Linked DNA regions of Triticum aestivum: region 2 is linked to region 1. The links are chromatin contacts, called in public Hi-C maps. All regions are on one chromosome and are shown on one strand. The core of a region is the stretch at or near the end of the contact, and the rest is flanking DNA. Distances in the headings are between cores, read along the strand shown.

Region 1 (6,540 bases), core at 2,090-4,589:
ATAGAACTAGTTTATTTACTTAATTTAATAGAACTAGTAAGTGTTTAATGTTTCACTTATATATGAACATATATGTTAGATATTAGATATTAATTATATGTTAGATATATATTTAATTTAGTTATATGAGATTATATTATCTAATTAACAGAACTAGTTTAGTTGAATTAATTAGTTGAACTAGTTAGTTGAATTAATTCAATTAATTAGGTATGTTCTTCGTAAGTGCTTAGTTGAATTAACAGAATTAGTTGAATTAATAGAACTAATAAGTGTTTAATGTTTCACCTATGAACATAGGAATGTCGTTAGACGACGAACACGATTTCATTATGTGCGAATACTGCGAAGACCAGCGCGGCCTGTGCGGCAGAAATTTTCTAGTTGATGATAGACGGTTCAGCATCAAGCTGGATGAGAACTTCGAAGTGGATACAGTAAGTCACAACGATAAGTCTTTTTTCGTAATTAAGCATGACTTATGCTTCTTTTGCTTCACCTTTTAATTTTAATTTTTCATTATTCTACTAGCGTATCCCCTGCCATGCAAGAATTTTTGTCTTGGATAAGATAGGTTTCAGTCCTAACGAAACTATGGAGGTAAAAAGAGTTTACTTGAAGACCGAGCATGGTTATATCTTCAACGTCAAATTATACAATGCAGACACATATACCTATTTTGAATGCAAAACTTGGCAAGCACTATGCAAGGCTTATACATTTGAGCCTGATATGGTTATCACCTTTGATATTCGTCTGGAAGATGATATTGAGGGTAATAGAGACATCTGGGTCGATGTGCAGACGCCTTCAGTTCTACCATTATGTGAGTTTCTCAACCATATTTATGTCTTCAATATGAGATTATTTGAACCAGTTGAATAATTAATAGATCTCAATTTATATTGACAGCTTACTTCCAATCAAGCAAACATGTCCGGCGCTTGGTAGACAGGACCGTCCACTGTCCCGGGGCTGAACTAAACTGCGAAGAGACAAGTCATTATGTTTCATGGCTTGAGGATCTTCATGCTGTCAAGATAAATTTCTTTCCTGCACTTAGAAATGTTAATACTCAAAACGTGCGATCAACAGTGTTCATACTGAACTACGGTCACATATATTTAGAAAAGATGGTAAGATTTCTACTATTTCTCCTCAGTGCATCTTTTGCATACATTATTTTTTTAAGCTAAACTTCATTGCTAAGTATGTTACTATATACGATGTTCTTCAACAGGGACTCCCGATGAATGTTGTGCCTGATTGGATCGAGACTAAAGGTACCATGAATATTGTTAGCTTACGGCCAAGATATCCTACAATGCACTTTAGTGCATTCAGGATTTCTAATAGCGAGGAATGCTTAATAGTAAAATACTGGAGCAAAATTGTGAACGATCACAGAGAAGTACTAGGGGGCAGCAGTCAGAAGCGCAATCCACGATTAGGAGACAGGTTCATCTGCATGCTCTAATATGATGAATCAGCAAAGCTATACATGTTCTATGCTATTTTACCTGAGAGAGAACAGCACGGGTGATTAATTAGCTAGTTCATGCTCTTAGTACTTGTCCTTTCATGTCCGTGTTCTTTATTCTGAACTTAATCTCAATGAGTGATTTGCTTTTGTGGTGTTATGACCGCTTATAATATCATTACCATGTTGAACTCGATGATATCTTTGCTATGAAAACCGTTGGTGATGATACATATGATGCAAGAGTTTTTATACTAATTAATATGATGATGATAATGAGTTATTATATCATTTATAAAAGAAATTGCATATTAGTTTCAACTGGATGGATTCTAGCTAAGTGATCAAGTATATGCCATATCCATATTACCTCGATCACTTAAGTAGGTGATCAAGTATATATAATATGGATATGACATATACTTGATGACTTAGCTAGGATCCACACGCATCCAGTCAAACTAATCACCTAATGATTTAACAACTCATTATAATGTAAAACAATCACTAAATTAAATTGAAAACACAAAATTAAAGTAAAAATAAAAAATAAAACTAAAACACACCAAAACATTTAGTACTGGTTGGTGTTACCAACCGGTACTAATGTCCTACGCGCCCACGGAGCTGGCTCGTGCCACGTGTTTGCCCTTTAGCACCGGTTCGTGCTGAACCGGTACTAAAGGAGTGGGGGCCTTTAGTGCCTACAATTTAGTGCCGGTTACCGAACCGGCACTAAAGCCCCTTATGAACCGGTGCTATTGCCCGGTTCTGCACTAGTGCAATAGTGGAATCACCGCATCTCGCATTGTGTGAGGCGTGAGAAGAATACGATGGCCTTAGTGGCTTCTTGGGGAGCATTGTGCCTCCACACCGCTCCAACGAAGACGTATTTCCTCTCAAAAAGAAGGAATTTCGGTAACACATCCTCGTCTTCACCGGCTCCACTCTTGATTATTTCGTACCTTTACTTGTGCAAACTTATTAGTGTTACTTCCCTTGCTTACTTGTGTGCTTGTTGTTGTTGCATCATATAGGTTGCTCACCTAGTTGCACATCTAGACAACCTACTTTGATGCAAAGTTTAATTTAGTAAAGAAAAGCTAAAAATTGTTAGTTGCCTATTCACCCCCCCTCCTCCCCTCTAGTCAACCATATCGATCCTTTCAGTGGGCGACATAGTCTGGTGCGTTTCGTGTCTGGACTCCCGCAAAGGCCTCACGCATTTGGTTCCAGTTTGTGGGAAAATCATAGTCCGTACTGCTCTGTGGACATATGGGGGCTGGCCTTGGATGGTTTCCGGGATTTGAACAGTTACGTCCGAACGGTTGCGGGTGGTTTAAGAATTGGCGTTAGAGATGCCCTCAGTTTTTTCCTATATTGTTTCGCTTAGCTGCCGTGGGAGTCGTTCATCCGTCGTATGAAACGTAGCAGCGCCAGCGGATAATGAGCATTTGATTATCTGATTGCTTGGATTTTGGATGGATGTTCAAACCTCAAAGGTCAACGACTAAACGAATTCACCTACTATAAAAAGGGGGAAAACTAAAGAACCAAGAGGCTGCGGCGAACCATTCTTCAGAAAGCATTTTTCCCTTCGCGGAAAATTCTTCAGGCATTATGACATGTGTAAGTTCACACCGATAGCTACTAATTAGAACATGTGTAAATTCCTCACGAGTTGTATAAATACCAGTTTTTTTTGGAGAAAATAACCAGAACATTGACTGGGATTATCGGGTCAGTGAGGTACTGAGGTGTGTGTATTACAGACCTGTCACGCTCATACTGAGTATACATCGAGTGTACGAACACGTACGTATGCCTGGCCCCTCGGTCTACGCATGCCAGAAAACTGACCGGTCAACTAAAGGTAAGATAAACACCGATTAATTTGTGACCGTTGATCCATCCCTCGGATGGAGCCAATGTAAGCCGCGCGGAAGTAACATCAACGTTGAACAATTCTCGCATGTGTGTTCCGATTAAGCTCGAGACGGGCCGATCGCGATCATCGACCTAACACGATTTTGACAACCAAATAACGACATGACGATAAAAAGGGTCAATATAACGTGACAGTCTAAGGCCTTGTTTGATTCATAAGTCTTAAGACTTTTTTTAGTCCCAACTTAAAAGTCTCCTTCAAAAAAAAACCTTAAAAGTCGCTAGTCTTTAAAAAGTCTCTGCCTGTTCCTTTACCTGTTTGGTTTCTGGGACTAAACATGGACTAAGAGATCATGTTATAACTAAAAGTCTCAAAAAGACTTTTTTTGAGGGTCTTCTTTCATAAGTCCTAAATGCCCAATTTAAGTTTATATAAGTCTCTTTTGTTTGGTTTAGATGGGACTAAAAAGGACTTTTTTAAATTCCTATACTAATAAGTCCATGTAAACAAACACCCCCTAAAGTGGAAGATAAAAAAGTGAAAACCCGGAGCCTGTATGAGGTTGGACATATCCCAGTAGTACAGACCCTAGGGAATGAGCTTCTCACAGCGATTTGGCATTCTGGACCATCTGATCGTTTTTCCTCTGCAATCCTGGCCGTTGGGTCTCGGGCTGTTTTGATGTGAGCCAATTAGAATTTCACCACGATTGAGCTCAACCGTTGTATAAAATTCCAATTGCAATAAAACGAAAATTTCATGCTCTCATCGGGACATTTTAGTCATTTCACCCGGGCCCATAAATATCGGTCTCGTCCGTGGTGGAGACCGAGCCGTGCCTGTCCTCTCCTCACTTCCGCCCTCCACTCCCCACTTCCCTAATCCTAACCCCTCCTCTACGTTGCTGATGCCCGTCCTCCTCCTCATGCAACCCCTCCCCTAGCCCCTTCTCTGTGTACCTTCCTCCTCCTACACATAGGATCGCCACCGGCCCTCCCTTGCACTCAAGCTGTAGAGGCGCAACAGACAATGATGGATGACACAACTGCGCGCGGGAACCCAACTGCCACTCTGAAATTTCCACTTTGCCAGATCGTTGGTCAATTCTCGTCGCAGGTCACCACGGCCACCACTCCAGTGACTGCCCTCGTCCTTGTCGCCACCCCGCAACTCGTTCCCGTCGACTAAGACAACCATTGTGATCCCGACCGCCGTCGCAGAAGCTCAGAATGCTACAGGTTCTGGCCATACCACGCCCACCTCCACTGCATGAGATGGCCTTCACCGCGTCACTACCCACCAAGGTCAATTGGTGTTTGTGCAATTTCCAAACGACCAGCACGACCACTACCGAATCTCTGGCCCCATTCGTAGCTCTTCGAGGGGCTGGGCGGCGCCATCACCAAATTTGGCCGCACCCCCACCCCACCCCGGCTCCTGGTCCCTCCCAACTTTTGTCCTTGGCGGCCTAGCGAGCTCCATTGGCCGAAATTGAGCTTGGCTATCGGCGATCATCAAATTAGCCTCCAATCCTCCCCCACCATTGGATCTATCGGAAAAACAACAACTTTCCAATTTTTAGGCACCAATTTTTGGAATCTATTGGACAACATCAGCCACGATGCATATAAATCATCTCTCTCCTACCCTATAATCGCTTTTTTGCATCACTAAGTTTTACATCATCTATTGAAGATGCTATAAGGTGTGTGTGTGTGTGCGCGCACACGCGCGTGTGTTTTTCATGTAGTACTCTTCCCCCTGGTTTTTCTTCCAAAAAAATGCCGCGGATTGCTGGGGAATGATGGTTGAATTGGCGATTCAAATTTTCCGTGTAACACGGCCGATAGCGCACGTTTCCACCTCTGGAGTGGCTGTGACACAACATGGGCGTGTCCATTTGTTGTTTGACCATTGGCTTTAAGAAAGTTCTAGAACCTTCCCAAAACTTTTTTTCTTTTTTCTCTATGTCTTTGCTTTGGTTTTTATTTCCTTTTTCCTTTTTGCGAATATTTTTGAAATTTACGAACATTTTTAAAACTCATAAAACTTTTCTGAAATTTCAAACATTTATTTAAATTCAAACAGTTTTTAAAATTCAGAAAAATTCTCAAATTCGTGAACTATTTTTAAATACTTGAATATAAAAAATCATGACCGTATTTAAAATTTATGAATATTATTTGAAATTTGGAACATTGTTTGAAATCCTGGTACATTTTAATATTCGAAGCAACAATCAAATTGATGAATCATATTTAATCCAACACATTTTCAAATTTATGAATCATATATAATCCAAAGCATTTTTCCAAATTGATGAATCATATTTAATCCATAGCATATTATTGAATTTATGAACATCTTTTAGTTAAAAAATATAAAATATATGGGCGCCCCGCCCCGCTCATGAGTCGGTTCAAAGCACGTGCAGGGTGCACGGTTGACCCTTATAAGCCACGCACCGTGCGGCATGGGTGGTGGAGGGGCACGGCTATATATTGCCCGACGCGAGCTGTAGCGCTTGCTTGCGTAGGGAATCGCCATAAATGAGCCGGCCAAGGTTGGTAGTTCTTTCTTTGTTGCCTTTCCTTTTTTCACATTTTTTCTTTTCTCTATTCCCTTGTTTTCTTACTTTTGTTTATATTTCCAAAAAAGTTATTACTATTATAAAAATCATTTTAATATTAAAATGAAAATACTAACCATACATGTTACAAATGTTAATCATGTATAAAAAACGTTATCATGTATTTAGAAAATATTAATAATGTTTCTAAGAATGTTAAACATGTATAAAAAATAGACATCGATAATATGTATGTTGAAAAAACTTAATCATGTTTCTCAAACAAATGAATCACGTGTTTTAAAATGTTAAGCGTGTATAAAAAATTCCTTATATAAACGAAAAATGTAGAATGTGTATGAAAAAAGTAGACACAAAAAATATATGTTCTAAAAATGTTAATCGTGTATTTAAAAAATGGTAAGCATGTACATAGAAAATATTCCTGATGTATACAAAAAATATACAGTGTGTGTGTGTGACAAAAGTTGACATAAATTATATGTTTTTAGAAAATGTTAATCATGTATTAGAAATTTGTTAAATGTGTAAATGAAAAATGTTAAACATGTATATAGAAAATGTCCCCGATGTATCAAAATA
Region 2 (6,540 bases), core at 2,650-5,149, 84 kb after region 1:
CAATGCAAATATTTTATGTTTTTGTTTTTGTGGACAGCATGACTATTAACGCATGGGAGATGATGATTCCTTTGGCGTTCTTCGCGGGCACTGGGTACGTACCACCGTCTTGCTACGCACATTTCGTGCACCTTCTTAAACCAATCGAAGAACTATAGGATCAGATAAGGAATAGAGAACAACAGAGTTCAGCATGCTAATTTAAGTATGTTGGTCACGTGCTTTGCATTGCAGAGTTCGGGTGGCGAACGAGCTGGGCGCCGGGAACGGGAAGGGGGCGAGGTTCGCGACGATCGTGTCGTCCTTGACGTCGCTGGTGATCGGGCTCTTCTTCTGGGTGCTCATCATGGGGCTCCACGACAAGCTGGCGCTCATCTTCACCTCCAGCGCCGTGGTGCTGGACGCCGTCAACAACCTCGCCATCCTGCTGGCCTTCACCATCCTGCTCAACAGCATCCAGCCCGTGCTCTCAGGTACCCTGCCCAGGCCCAGCTCGACCTCTTCTATCATTTCGGCCCCCAATCTTTCTCTTATGGGCCCTTTCCAACCCACGGGCTGAATTCATTCATCATGGTCGTGATCTCCTGCAGGTGTGGCTGTTGGGTCTGGCTGGCAATCCGCGGTGGCCTACATCAACATCGGCAGCTACTACCTCATCGGCGTCCCCATGGGCGTCCTCCTTGGCTGGCTCTTCAACCTTGGCGTCCTGGTACGTGCTGCTAGTAGTACATCTCTCTCATCTTAGTAGCTGCCGTGGTTGCTTCTACACTTCGGTCTCGGCGCCGCACTGACGACTTTTGTGTGCGAAATGTTTTGCAGGGGATCTGGGCGGGGATGATCGGCGGAACGGCCGTCCAGACGCTGATCCTGGCCATCATGACCATTCGCTGCGACTGGGAAAAGGAGGTGAGTGAGCGAGCCTGCTGAAAATTGAGGATCTTTGCGTGTAACTGGGTGGTCGTAGTGCTGACTGCTGATGCGTTTTTTGACCTGGATGTCACTGGCAGGCCATGGTCGCGAGCACACGGATGGACAAGTGGTCCGAGGTCCGGTGATCGGGGAGCTACGAGAGCAAGTTCCCTCTAAGGTACAAGCACCGTTCCGGCCGGCCGGCTGGCCGTGCGCGCAGTTCGGCGGGCTCGTAGTCAGATTTGTACGGTGCATTGAAGGAGAAAGATGGCCGCGGTGTTGCATACTTCAGACATCGACACTCTTGCAAGGGAGAGGAGGCTTAGCACAGTTTTGTAGTAGTATTGTTGTGCTATTGTGGTGTATACATTCTTTGTTGTTCGTATTCAAGCAATACAAGTTCGGCCATTTGGAATGAAGTTTGGCCAATTTTTTCCACTTGTTTTTTTTTTCTTCTTGGAGGCTTTTTTTTTACAACTCCTCAATGTTGATTTCTCTATCTCATGATAATAAAAACAAAACGGAAAAATGAAATGGGCTGCTCGTTGTTTTCATCAATTTCTCCTGAAGAGAATATCACATGAAAATCAAGTTTCGTTTAAAGGAAACGTCGCTATTCTTTGCTCATAATGTGTTTGAACTTAAATTTTGCATGGCAATACAACATCACCCTCATAATATCCTCTATTTTTTTCAGATTTTTTGGAAACTTCCAAACGTAGTTTCCACGAAATTTTCTTTGAAACTTATTTCCATTGTCCTGCAGAGCCGATAACATGGTTATGCGTGTTCGTCCTCTGACAGACCAAGAATGATCACCCTCAGCCTTGTCGGGGTGTGTGAGATTTGCATTTATGAGCGGGGTAAAGCACGAAACGGCAACAGATTACTACCGTATGTATCAAGGTGCATGATCACTTATCTGATAAGACTGACTATGACGAGGCCCTGGCCCATGTCCGCACGTTATGTTGACAGTGGAGACGGAGGCACCTTGCAGCCAGGTGGGCTAACGGATGGGGTCGGCCTGTGATTGCCAGAGCCGGGCCGGGCCATCACTAAGCCGAATGACCGCACGGGAAAGATTTCTAACATCTGGATCGGCACGGAAATGATGAGGTGCTTGGTGAAAACCGAGGTGGGCATGAAGCTCCTCGGATGCAATCCAGCAAATCAAGGAATTGGACACATGAGGATTTGTTAAATTAGTTTGCAAGACCGACCCTACAAAAAAAGGTTTTCAAGACCGACTTTCTAAAACAAAGATTTGCTCAGAAGAACCGAGGTGCATTCAACTTAAAGACCGGTTTCAAGGGCTATTGATGATGTCCGGAGTATCTTAAACGATATGGTCTGGTTACAACATTAGAACAACTGAATTTTGCTTATGAAGTGTGTTCTTAAACTAGCCACGATGAAGAGTAACATGCATTAATAACATACATATAACCCAAGAACAACTGGATTTTGCTATGGAGTGCGTTCTTGGTGTAAGCGTCGTTGACAACCAGGGAGCTGCAGTCAAGGGCCACCAGGTAACATAGGAAGTAATTAACGCCTTGCCATAAGTCGCACAAGTAAACGCGGTAATTTCTGTAGCAGAACTAATTGCACAATTAATTCACGACGATGTAATGCATAATCTGAAAACTTCTGTCTACGGCAGCAGGTGCATGAATCCAAGGAGATCTTCTTCCTTCCAAATTCAAAGAGAGAAAGAAACGAGGAGATCGCAAGCCATGGAGGTCTGTAAAATTTCTATTTGCATAAGGAAACTCAGACAAGATTACACACAAGGACGAACGAAGAGGTCAAACCCGGTTTAACGCGTCAACGTCGGAGCTCTCTTTCTTCTCGTCCCCGCCGGACCCCGACCCGCTCGGTTTTTCAACCGGCGCTCCGGCCACGGGATGAATCCGTTTGCTGCCGCCGTGCTCCTCCCCGGCGTCCGAGTCCCCGCGGCTCTGCCGCTGCCATGACATGGACCGCAGGAACGAGGTCAGCCACCCCGGTGTCTTCTGATCCGCGGTGTCTGGGTACTCTGCGGCGAGGCTGGCCGCCCGCCGGTGCCTCCGGACGGCGGCGAGCTCCTTCATGACGTGCTCCGGCAGCCTCAGAGTGTGCCGGTCCGGCGCGTCCATGGCCGACTGCGTCCTGCGGTAGTGGTTGTACTCCGCGCCCGTGAACTCGTGCCTCCATACCGTGCTGAAGCTGGTGAGGGATTCAGCCGTGAAAGAGACCACCGAGCACTCCTCGTCGAGCTCCTCCGGCTCCTCCTGCACGGCCGTGTCCGTCAGGTAGCCGCGGCTCTCGGCGGCGGCCGGGATCGCGGGGGGCTCGGTGAGATCGGCCCGGCAGAGCGGGCAGGTGACCGCGCCGGCGAGCCACGGGTCGATGCACTCCGGGTGGAAGACGTGGCAGCACGCCGGGAGGACCCGGAGCTCGTCGCTGTCCTCGAACTCGGTGAGGCAGACGGCGCACTCGAGCGGGCCCGACTTGTTGGTCGCCATGCGCGCCTTCACGTCGCCGTAGACGGCCGTCGGGAAGGCCTCCACGACCTCCTTGTCGAGGCCACGGGGGCGGCAGCGATCCGAGTGGGCGGCGGCATCGACGGGCTGATCAGGGACCGTGCTACGGTACGGCCGGCGAGGGACGGGGTGCCCGCCGGTGCAGCGGTTGATGTAGATCGAAAAGAGCGTGAGGACGACGAAGGCCGCGATGAGGACGACGAGCACGACGACGGTGGTCGGCGAGAACCCGCCGGCGGTTCTGGACGAACGGGTGTGGCCCGTGCTGTTGCTCTGCTGAGCCAGACACGGGAGCGCGGTCGATGAGAGCAGGAGGAAGAGGAGTAGCGATGTGATCTGGCCGCGAGCCATTGCCGTCTCTTGGCAGGGGCGAACCGCCGGCGGCCGTGCAGATTTATCGTGGCGCCGGAGAGAAAGGAAAAGAAAGAAAAAGGAGGGAGGTTTTGATGGAACGGGAAGGAAGTGTTTGATTACGCCGGACGAAAAAGTGTAACGTAAGATCGGGATGGTGATGTGCGTAGAGAATGTTTGTGCGGGACCACCAGTCAGGGACTGGGGAAACAGGACGTGGTCATGTGGGACGGGGACGTGTAGCTCGCCTCGCCGGTGAGAGGTGGAAGAAGAGCGGGCGGTGCGGCTGACCGAGCTTCTCATTGGCTGCTGACATGTTCGTCAGCCCAGGCAAATCGCCTTAATAAAAAAGTAGAATTATTGGCCTCTCATTTCTATAGCTTTTCTCTGGCGCGTAGTAATCCTGTGGAGGACAACGAATGCCGGGTTATTTTAATTTAAATTTGTAACCGTCTCATCTCATGCCTTTTTTCATGGCTGCATTTGGTAAGAGTTTTTTTTTTGCGAGGTCCTTGTTTCTATATCTATATCTTATATCAATATAAAAAGATTCAAAGGGGCAGATCGACTTAATCTTAACCATCAAATCATGTCAATCCAACGACCTAGATTGCTTTAATGTCGAGCGCTTAACACGATTAGCATGCAATTAATTTCATACCAAATATAGTAACACGTAAATAATATCCTAGTTAATATCCGCATGCACTTAATATACTTTTAAATTAACATGCATTGCACATACACATTGACTACTACTGATTCAATAAGCCAAATTCTAACAATAGATAATTAGGCCAGGCCTTTCAAAAGTAGAGTTTTGTTACTCTATTATTCTTCTCCAGGGTGCGGCGTAAGCAAAAATATGCCTGGGCGGTGCGGGTTCACATCACCTACCATTGTTGAATGATCATAGAAAAGCCAGCAAGAACGAGTCTTTGCTCCGGTTCAGTCCAAGAGCGCAGGTTAAAGACACCGACGCTGTGTATCGTGAATGTTTTTCCAAGGTAAATTAAAGGTCCGGCCGATGGATACCAAAAGCAGCGATTGGACGGCACCAGCACCACTACCCGGTGTGGCTCAGCCTATCTTGGGTCAGACCACTTTCCGACCTGCCGGCCACCCTGGTTCACGTACGCGCCACGCCTAGCACATCATACCCCCAAGCTGACGTGCTAGTGATAATAATGAACATATTATGAACGCAAGTTGGGATGGTTTTTCTGGTTTGATAAACACTAACGATGTCGAGTCCTTGATTAATGTTCAGCGTAAATTTGGCGAGCCAAGATATATCTCCTCGGTGGTGGTACATTTTAGCGTTCTAGCAGCATGTTGTTGTTGATCGACGAGGTAGTCACACACAGTTTAGATTGTCCAAACCTTGCAACAATCAACCATTAAATGGGCAACATGAATCCTGCATGGTTTTGCTTTGACGTTGCTGAATTATACAGTAGGAACTCAAATCTAAAACCATAAACCAAAATAACATCTTCAATTTTATTATTACTTATTATTTTCCCAAATGCTGCACAACTAAGAAGTTCCGGCATCTTCATTGGAGTCATAACATCACGTTAATGTGATCAAGTGATGTATCACACGTTGCGCGTGGAATCGCGAGCAAACACTCGCTTGTGATCCACGTGGGCCGGCCCATTTCTTTGTTTTCTGCATCCCTCATGGGCTTTTTGATTTTTTTTTTCTTTCTTTGTTTAATTTGTGTTTTGCACCGAACTGAATGCAAAACCGTGATTGTTTACACTCATGGACTCATTATCGCATGCTCTATTTGTCAAGCTCTCCGTCACACTATGCACTATATAGGTAGCACGTCGCAAGGCCATCCATGAGCGGATCTTTCAAAGCCCCCAATCTACTAATTGTTTCATCAATAGGTTCATCAAGGAGCAAGATATGATAAAAGAGACCCCGCCAGTTTCTATTCAGGGCCATCCATCTATACCCGTTGGCACAAATCAGCGACCAAAAGCACCACCGTTGGGCTATGCCAAAATTCATGTTGATGCAGGATTCTAAAAAGGAATTGGGGGATCAGCTGCAGCCGTTTGCAGAGACATAGATGGAACCTTCCTAGGGAGCTCGGCGCTGGATATAGGTGGAGTTGATAACCCATCGATCTTGGAGGCCATTGCATGCATGGAGGCCCTACCCCTAGCAGAGGATCTCAAGCTTCACCAGTTTGTGGTTGCTTCGGATGCTAAGCAGGTCATTGGTCATATCCAGAAAGATAACCGTTGTAGTAATGGAGCCATTATCATCGAGATTAAACTTCAATCTTCGCTTTTTAGTTGTAATTTCACTTTTGAAGGTCGTGCTGTCAATGTTGAAGCACATAGTTTAGCCAAGTTCCATTTGTCTTTAGGTGTGGGACGTCTTGTTTGGTTTGGCCAATCCCACGACCAGAATTGTATCCCACATTTTGTGGACTTCGGTGAACAGAGCTTTGTTTACCCCTCAAAAAATATATTCTAGGTCGATTTCTTCTTGATTTTAGCTTTTTTTTATCATTTTGATTTTGTTTTGTATATTTTTATTTGTTAATGCAATTTTATTAATTTTTTCCTTTTCACTTTTCCACTTTATATGTTCACTAATACTTTTTCAAGATTAGAGTTAAAAAAAATCCTTGATATTTTTTCAGACTTGCCAATATATTTTGTAAATTTACAAATATTTTCCAAACTCACATTTTAAAAAATATATATGAACATATTCTATAATCCTA

What was found. Hi-C and Micro-C count contacts between places; a contact is called where the count stands out from the background.
Region 2: a Hi-C map of leaf shows a contact between it and region 1, with 5 times the contacts expected there. The contact joins the promoter of LOC123083087 here to the enhancer-like site in region 1. A contact is called at or near these places in 2 of 5 Hi-C or Micro-C datasets (both in leaf).

Annotation. Positions count from the first base shown.
Region 1 is chr4A:680,013,207-680,019,746 of IWGSC CS RefSeq v2.1, forward strand. No RefSeq gene overlaps it. Among protein-coding and RNA genes, the nearest start is that of LOC123083086, 9.5 kb to the left of the region's middle. Within about 2 kb of position 3,340, at least 1 of the 8 cell types and tissues checked has an H3K27ac peak or open chromatin away from gene starts, as enhancers often do. A contact at or near this core is called in leaf, where this site is marked.
Region 2 is chr4A:680,096,641-680,103,180 of IWGSC CS RefSeq v2.1, forward strand. It overlaps LOC123083087 (E3 ubiquitin-protein ligase Os03g0188200), which reads right to left and starts at 3,900. Exons shown (of 1, transcript XM_044505221.1): 1 at 2,251-3,900. The coding sequence starts at 3,788. The coding sequence ends at 2,721. LOC123088089 (protein DETOXIFICATION 27) reads left to right here. Exons shown (of 8, transcript XM_044510247.1): 4 at 38-94; 5 at 235-473; 6 at 591-709; 7 at 820-906; 8 at 1,008-1,338. The coding sequence ends at 1,055.